2 separate regions of the Ovis aries genome follow, and region 1 is linked to region 2. Evidence: chromatin contacts called from public Hi-C data. All regions are on one chromosome and are shown on one strand. Each heading gives the region's core, a stretch centred on a gene start, on an enhancer-like site or on the middle of the called end of the contact. The rest is flanking DNA. Distances are from core to core; before and after follow the strand shown. Region 1 overlaps ELMO1 (engulfment and cell motility 1). Region 2 overlaps ELMO1 (engulfment and cell motility 1).

The links. Hi-C and Micro-C count contacts between places; a contact is called where the count stands out from the background.
Region 1: a Hi-C map of hypothalamus shows a contact between it and region 2, with 3 times the contacts expected there. The contact joins two enhancer-like sites. A contact is called at or near these places in 3 of 16 Hi-C or Micro-C datasets (hypothalamus, skin fibroblasts and tail adipose tissue).

The regions. Positions count from the first base shown.
Region 1 is chr4:61,689,897-61,693,651 of ARS-UI_Ramb_v3.0, forward strand. ELMO1 (engulfment and cell motility 1) reads left to right here. Exons shown (of 23, transcript XM_060414767.1): 14 at 1,328-1,459. Among named protein-coding and RNA genes, the nearest start is that of ELMO1, 230 kb to the left of the region's middle. Within about 2 kb of position 1,460, at least 4 of the 54 cell types and tissues checked have an H3K27ac peak or open chromatin away from gene starts, as enhancers often do. A contact at or near this core is called in hypothalamus, where this site is marked.
Region 2 is chr4:61,654,635-61,658,090 of ARS-UI_Ramb_v3.0, forward strand. All of the region lies in intron 7 of ELMO1 (engulfment and cell motility 1), which reads left to right. Among named protein-coding and RNA genes, the nearest start is that of ELMO1, 190 kb to the left of the region's middle. Within about 2 kb of position 1,302, at least 18 of the 54 cell types and tissues checked have an H3K27ac peak or open chromatin away from gene starts, as enhancers often do. A contact at or near this core is called in hypothalamus, where this site is marked.

The DNA.
Region 1 (3,755 bases), core at 210-2,709, 35 kb after region 2:
GCCAGGCAGGCTATAGTCCAAAGGGTCGCAAATAGTTGGACATAACTAAGTGACTAAGCATGCATAGGATCATAGAATAAAATAAATGAATTGTTTTGTTAATGTATCGAACACATGCAGACTCTTTCCTTATTGGATAAGAAAGCCTGACGTCGCATGACTACAAATACTGACACTTGGCTCCAGTGCTTTCATTGGTGATAGCTTTGGAGTCAAGTCCCCAGGACACAGAGCCACTTGGCAGCTCTGGTGATATGGCTTCTACAGGCTGAGAGAGTATTTCCATTCTCCAGTGGTCAGAGCCATCGAGGCCCCAGGTTACATCTGATTTCTGGGCTTCCATTTCTGTCGGTTGGCTCTCTGCTATAGATCTCTCTAGGTCTCTGGCTGTTGTGCTTGAGAGGTTAAGTCTTGATCCAAAAGGCTCTGGGGGAACTTTACTGTGTGAAGACAGAGTGAGAGGAAACAGCTGGGAGCGCTGCTGTAGCATATTTGCAGCTTAAACAGCGCTGCAGCTTTGGAAAGGAAAACACTCGTTATTGGCACGTGAGGGTCTGATCTCTGGCAGATGTGGACACACATGCGAAGTGTGTAACCGCCGCAGCACTTCGTTTGTGGCGTGAGGCCACGCGATTCAGAATGATCCAGAGGCTTCCAGCGGCCGTCTAACGTGCCCCACACTTCTGGCAAGGCCAAGTGCAATCATCACAGAGAGATGAGACTGCCTTATGACTTTTAGTTCGAAAGGCAATGCGTCCAGAGGTGGAACAGCCCTCCCTTCTTGAAAACCTCCTCCTATTTATGTAAAAGATACATGCCTTTTTCTTATTGTGGTTAAACGTGCATCACAGAACCTTTACCGTTTTAACCATTTTTCAGATTTGTCTCTATGAAGTCACTTCTCAGTGGAGTTAGGGATCCCGTATCACCTACCTATTGTTCTTAAACCTTATGTGCGTCTCACTTTATTTCTGACAGTACAGGACTTCAAGATCCTCTAACTTGGCTTTTTCCAATCACAAGCCTTCCATCATATTTGGGGCCCTCATTGAGAATGTCACAGGGCAGTTGATACCAGAGCTTCAGGGGGCTTGGCCATGAGGATAATTGTGGAATAAAGCCAGGGCTGACCAGCAGGGAGAGTGGCAGGAGGGGGGAAAAAGTTCACAGAGCTGTAACTTAGAACACTGGTTGCCCTTTATCTGTTTTCCTTTTGCCTGTACCCAGTGATTCATTTAGACCCTGGGGAATGAGGGAGCAGATGAAACATCACAGAATGAAGGCAGCTCTCTCTCCCTCCCTTTTTTTTCCTTCCTAAACCCTTCAGGCTCAGCGGGACATCATATTTGAACTTCGAAGAATTGCTTTTGATGCAGAGTCTGAACCAAATAACAGCAGTGGCAGCATGGAGAAGCGCAAGTCCATGTACACCCGGGATTATAAAAAACTTGGCTTCATAGTAAGTAAGCCATCTCCAGTGAGCTCTCTCCTTCCAGCCCCCAGGGGCCTGACCTCAGCCTCATAAGCGATGTCTCCTCTGAGCGTGTGGTCCTCCTGTGCCTTGCAGAATAGTTCCCACATTTTCCAGATGTTTAGCTGGTTTGAACAGGATCACATGAAAGTCTCCTCTGGCTGCAGCGGAGTGGAATAACTTGTACAAGTGTGACTAATACTGAGCTTGTTTATTCAGTTCTGATTAAGTGTAACCAAGAGTAGTTAGCCCGGAAAGCATCTAGACTTCGTTAGATCTACTTCACAGGAGGCTGAAGATTCTGTTTAAATTAAACAGGTGATGGCAATTGTGAGAGAAACCTTATTTGGGACTGGTGACTGGGTTATTCGCATATGCCGATTCCATATCACAATCGGATTGAGAGTCTCCTGAAATTTAATCATGGTGTGACATGCAGTTTATATTGTCCTAAAAGTTTTGTCTTGCTATGGATGCTAATTAGTTACCACCTAGATTTTCTTTTTACTTAGTTTGCAGATCAGAACACAGCCTTGTCCTGAATATAATCTGTTGTTTTTGTTTCTGCTTCCGGTCCATTTTTGCTTTCATCATTATCACATTTCTATATGACCTTTGGCTTATTAACCTCAAATTCTGCAGGTGTAAATTTGGGTTTCTTTTTACCTCCTTCATAACCAACATGAATCAGACTTTTGTCTTCAGTAATTAGAAATCATCGGGCATTATTTTATAACTGCAAATACTCTTTCCTTGAATATACTTACACACACACTAATGTTAATATTCATTTGTACACATTGGTATTTATGCTTTATTGTTATTTGGAAAACCTTATCTTTTATGGGAATTCTTTGAAAATGTTTCCACATCAGTTATATGCATTGTTTTCATTGCTAAAGAGTTGTTTTTATATGAGTGTACTACAGTTTATTTAGCCAAGCTCTTTTACTGAGTATTTCAGTGTTTTAAAATTATAGATGAGTCAGCAATTAACATCTTTGCCTCTCGGTATTGATGTACATCCTTGATCATGTCATTAGGATAAATCCATGAAACTAACATTTCTATGATATATATTTTTAAAGCTTTTGATATCATCAAATTGCTTTCCATAAACACTGGGTAATTTCTACTTTAACCATTGGTGCATCAGAGTAACTTTTTTATAAACCTCTCTAATAATATTTGTAAAACTAGAAAAAAAATAATAATTTGATGTTATTCCTTTTTTACTGGTAGTCTTAACATGTTTTTTCTAAGAAGAACACTTCTGAAGCATTGTATTCAGCTTTGCAACTTGCTTTACAGAGCTTCATTTTTATGCTGTCATATCCCAAATTTTGACTTTGACCTTCCATTTAATCTTTTAGCTGAATCTGTTTTTCTAAATTTTAGCAAAAAACTCCAAGACTGATGGAGAGGTGAGAGTCCCTGTGCTTGGTGTGTGTCGATGATCAAGGTTCCAAGGTGGCCCTGGTCCTGCTCTCACCCACCGGTGTGTTGGCAGACTCTTTGCTAGGAGTTGCCTGTCGAATTGTGGATGCAGCTCACATTCTACCTCTCTGACAGTTCCTTCCAGGTTTTACTTTAATGCGTTGAGTGAGGAAAGTGAAAGTGAAAGTTAGTCGCCCAGTCCTGTCTGACTCTTTGTGACCCCGTGGACTGGAGCCTGCCAGGCTCTTATGACCATGGAATTATCCAGACAAGAATACTTGAGTGAGTTGCATTTCCTTCTCCAGGGGATCTTCCTGACCCAGGAATTGAACCCGGGTGTCCTGCATTGCAGGCAGATTCTTTACCTTTTGAACCACCAGGGAAGCCCCATGTTGAGCCAGGAGTCATATGCAAATCACCTGGGAAGTTGTGCAAAATCATCCAATCTCTTACCCTTAGGTCATACAGAATGGCAGGAAACAGACCGAGGTGTGTACATTTCGAACTGCTTCCCCTCGATCCTGATATTCTGTCCTGGAGGAGAGCCTGGTGCTAGGGTACAGTTGAGTTACTGCCATTCATGTTCCTCCTTTTGATACGACCTGGATTTCTAGTGCCTTTGAACAATGTGGAAAATGCAAAGTGAGCTTTTTACGCATACTGATCCCTGGACACAATGTGTCTCTGACCCAGGTCCTAGTGGGTTTTGTCGGGGGCAGTTGGGTCCCAGAACACACAGTGTTATCTGTTTTCTTGTCTGAGGGATGGAGGAGAGAGGGAAGTTGAGGAAAGACCACTCAGTAGGACTTGGATTATCCCAGCTTTTTGTGTTACTGCAGGTCTCTAG
Region 2 (3,456 bases), core at 52-2,551:
AAAATTACTAATTCAGTGGATATGCATGTATTCAAGCTGTTTTAAAATAAGAACAGCCCCATAGCTTGCTGCCATGTCCTAATTTGTACTTTACCCTTCTTGTAGGAGTATGTCCATTCCTAACACTCTGGGCAATACTGGGCTGGTGTTTCCTTAGGGATTCTGGCTTTCCTAAGAAAAACAGCAGTGAGGTATTTGAGGAGTTTTCACTAATCTGGGGAATTTACAAGTACTTTTTATTTGCTTAGTTGATGTAATTTCTCCAAAATTTGGCTATACTAGCAACAGTGGAAAGAGTCCCATAGTTATTTTAGATACCTAAAATAACTATGGGACTCTTTCCCTTAAGCGGACTTCCCTGGTGGCTCAGATGGTAGAGAATTCACCTGCAATGTAGGAAATCTGGGTTCGAACCCTGGGTCGGGAAGATCCCCCTGAGGAGAGCATGGCAACCCGCTCCAGTATTCTTCCCTGGAGAATTCCATGGACTGAGGAGCCTGGCGGGCAACAGTCCATGGGGTCGCAGAGAGTCAGATATGACTGAGTAACTAAGCACACAGCACAGCAAAGCCCTTAAATAATTGTCCTAAAAACAAACCACATTTGTTGTATAAATTGTCAGTCTCCTCCCCATTCTGTCATATAGATGACACAGATGAGGATGTTCGGGTGTGTGTATAGCTATGTGTGTTGTTTCTATAAATTGTCATTGTTAATATACAAACAGTTTCATGTTAAACTTTGAGGATGCAGATCACTTTCTGCTGGCTGGAGTCAGAGTTGTGATTGTGTGTCAGGTGTGGAAATTCAGTGATGATCTAAATTAAGCATGCAAAAGGATGTCTTGGCCTTGATGTTGCCTGGCACCCACACTTGAGAGTGGGTTTCTAGGTTTTATTCATTTAGCTAAGTATGTATTCTTTGAATGCCAGATACTTCTGATACTGGGTTAGACACAGAACGTGTGTGTTGTTGGGTGGGGAGGGGGAGGACACAGTTGTGCATATGACAGTTTGGGACTATGTGTGACCTTTTTTGTCTTCACACAAAAGGTAAATTTCTTTTTTGAAACTGACTTTGCTAAGCTTCACGGACATGGATTGTTGGCTCTAACTCAGGCTCTTGCTTCTGAGAATTCAGTGTTTCTTATAAACCGTGGTTGTTGTGGAAGGTCCAGGCCAGGCCCAATTGATCAGGGAATCTCTGCCAGCCGCCAAGCGCAGGTCACACCATGCGTGTCCTGTACTTCACCTCGGACAGAGGCCACGAGGAGGAGCCAGCGGCTCCCCAGGCCGAACCAGAAAGAAGCAGCTCTGTGTGGTCCGTGGGCCCCAGCTGAGAAGCTGGCTGAGTCTTCCAGCTCCCTCAGTCTGCCTTCTTGGCGCTGCAGGACACAGAGCTCAGGGAGTTTCAACAGGAGCAGCCCTTCTGGGGCCCTGCCAGGAATTTGCATCACTAATGCCAAAGGGGCCGACCTTCTTGGGCTTTGTTGGGGGTTGTGTGGCAGAAAATTCTTTATGCTGAAACTCCGCCTCCCCATCCCTTTCTGCTTTGTCTCTGTGTCTTTGTTCATGACTCTCATAATAGAAGTAAGAAGGGGTCATACAGCCTGTTTAAAGGAGAGCTTGTCTTCTGCTGGGGAAAGGATGCCACAGCTTGGGCTAAGGTGAGGGGCTTCTGATCACTGTGAAGCATTGTTTTTGGAGAATCATTTGTTCTCCTGATTATGTTTTATTTAAAGTGGATATATATGGAGACAGAGAGAGAGGGAGAAGGAGAAGGAGAGAAAGAGAGAGAACTTCAGATAAAAAACAGACATCACAACAAAAAATTCCTCTTCTGCTTATGTTTCTCTGAAGCCAAGGTGAGGAAGTAGAGAAGTGAGAAACACTGAATTTCTCTCTGTACTCTGGTCAAGAACTTTCTAAACCCAGAATCTGCTACAGGGGTAGCACGCGCACACACACACACACACACACACACACACGCTTATATATACCTAAGGATGCACAGGCCTGAGGCCAGAAGGTTATTTTGAAAAATTGCTTTGATTGCTTTATATATTTCACACACAGACACACACACACACATCTCTGACAAGCATTAATTTTAAAGCAGTTCTCTTAAAAGATTAACTGACCCATAGCAAAACATTTTTAGAGTATATTTGAATAGAAATCAGTTAGAATTGGTCAGTGCCAAACTGGAAGTGGTTAGGAACACTATCCACAGGAGCTAGCTGGGGAGGGAAGAGTCTCTTACAGAGAAGAAGTGGAAACAAGCAAGGGCCTTGTTAGACTGTTAGTCAAGTCTGGTTGCTTGTCCTTAGGTTTCCATTTCCTAACCTGGAGGCCTTTGCAGGTTTCGGGTTTTGGATTGATTATGTAGGCAGCCAGAGTATTAGAGCCGCCTCCTCTAAAGGGTGGCTTGTTCAATTAGTTTAACAGTTCCAAATTTAATGGGAAAGTTGCAAGCTCAAGTTTCACCAGTTGTCCTGATTGTGTCCCTTCCAAAGATCTAATCCCAGAGAGCCCCTTGCACCCAGTTGTCCTGCCTTCTCCTAATTGTTTCAGGAAGGGGGACCTTTTCCAGGTCTGGACAGTAGGTGCTTGTCGAACACTCAAAAATGAATTGTTCTAGGAGACACAGTACTGACAAAATAAAAGAAAAAATACTTAATTGGGAAGGGGTGCCTGGACAGAGAGCAACAAGGTGGTACAGGAACCCAGAATAACTGCTCTGCCTTGTGGACCACAATCTCAGGTTTTATGGTTATGCGTAGTTTCTGGGTTGTCCCTGGGCAATCATCTTGCTTGTGCCCCATATTTGGTCTGACTCAGCATACTTCCTGGTTGTGCGTGCAATCTCTCAGCCAAGATGGATTCCAGCAAGGATTTCGGGAGGTTGGTGGGACATATGGATTGGCTTCTCCACCCTCCTTTGGGCCCCTCCTGAATTCTGGTTAGTTTTTAGTGGCAGCACTTTCTTCCTTACTGGGACCTCCTGTTGCCAGACAACTCATGTAAGTTTCAACCACTGGTTCCCTAGTATAATCTCTTGTAGTCTGGAGCTATTCCTTAATCTTTCCTGTTCTCTCACGGCTTTGACACTTTCAAGATCATAGGTCAGCCATCTTTAGAATATTCTCCAATTGAGGTTTATTAAAAAGTAGTTAATTAAAAGGTAATTATCATGGAAAGGTAAAAGCATGGCTTTCATACAGATATAAAACTGAGCATATGTTACGACAATGTATGTTATTCATTGATATGAGGGAACTGGGCAGATGTTCTCACGGTTCAAAGGAAGAGTCAAAGAAATCCCAGGGTTGATCTCCTTCAGAATGGACTAGTTGGCTCTCCTTGCAGTCCAAGGGACCCTCAAGAGTCTTCTCCAACACCACAGTTCAAAAGCATCAATTCTTCAGCGCTCAGCCTTCTTCACAGTCCAACTCTC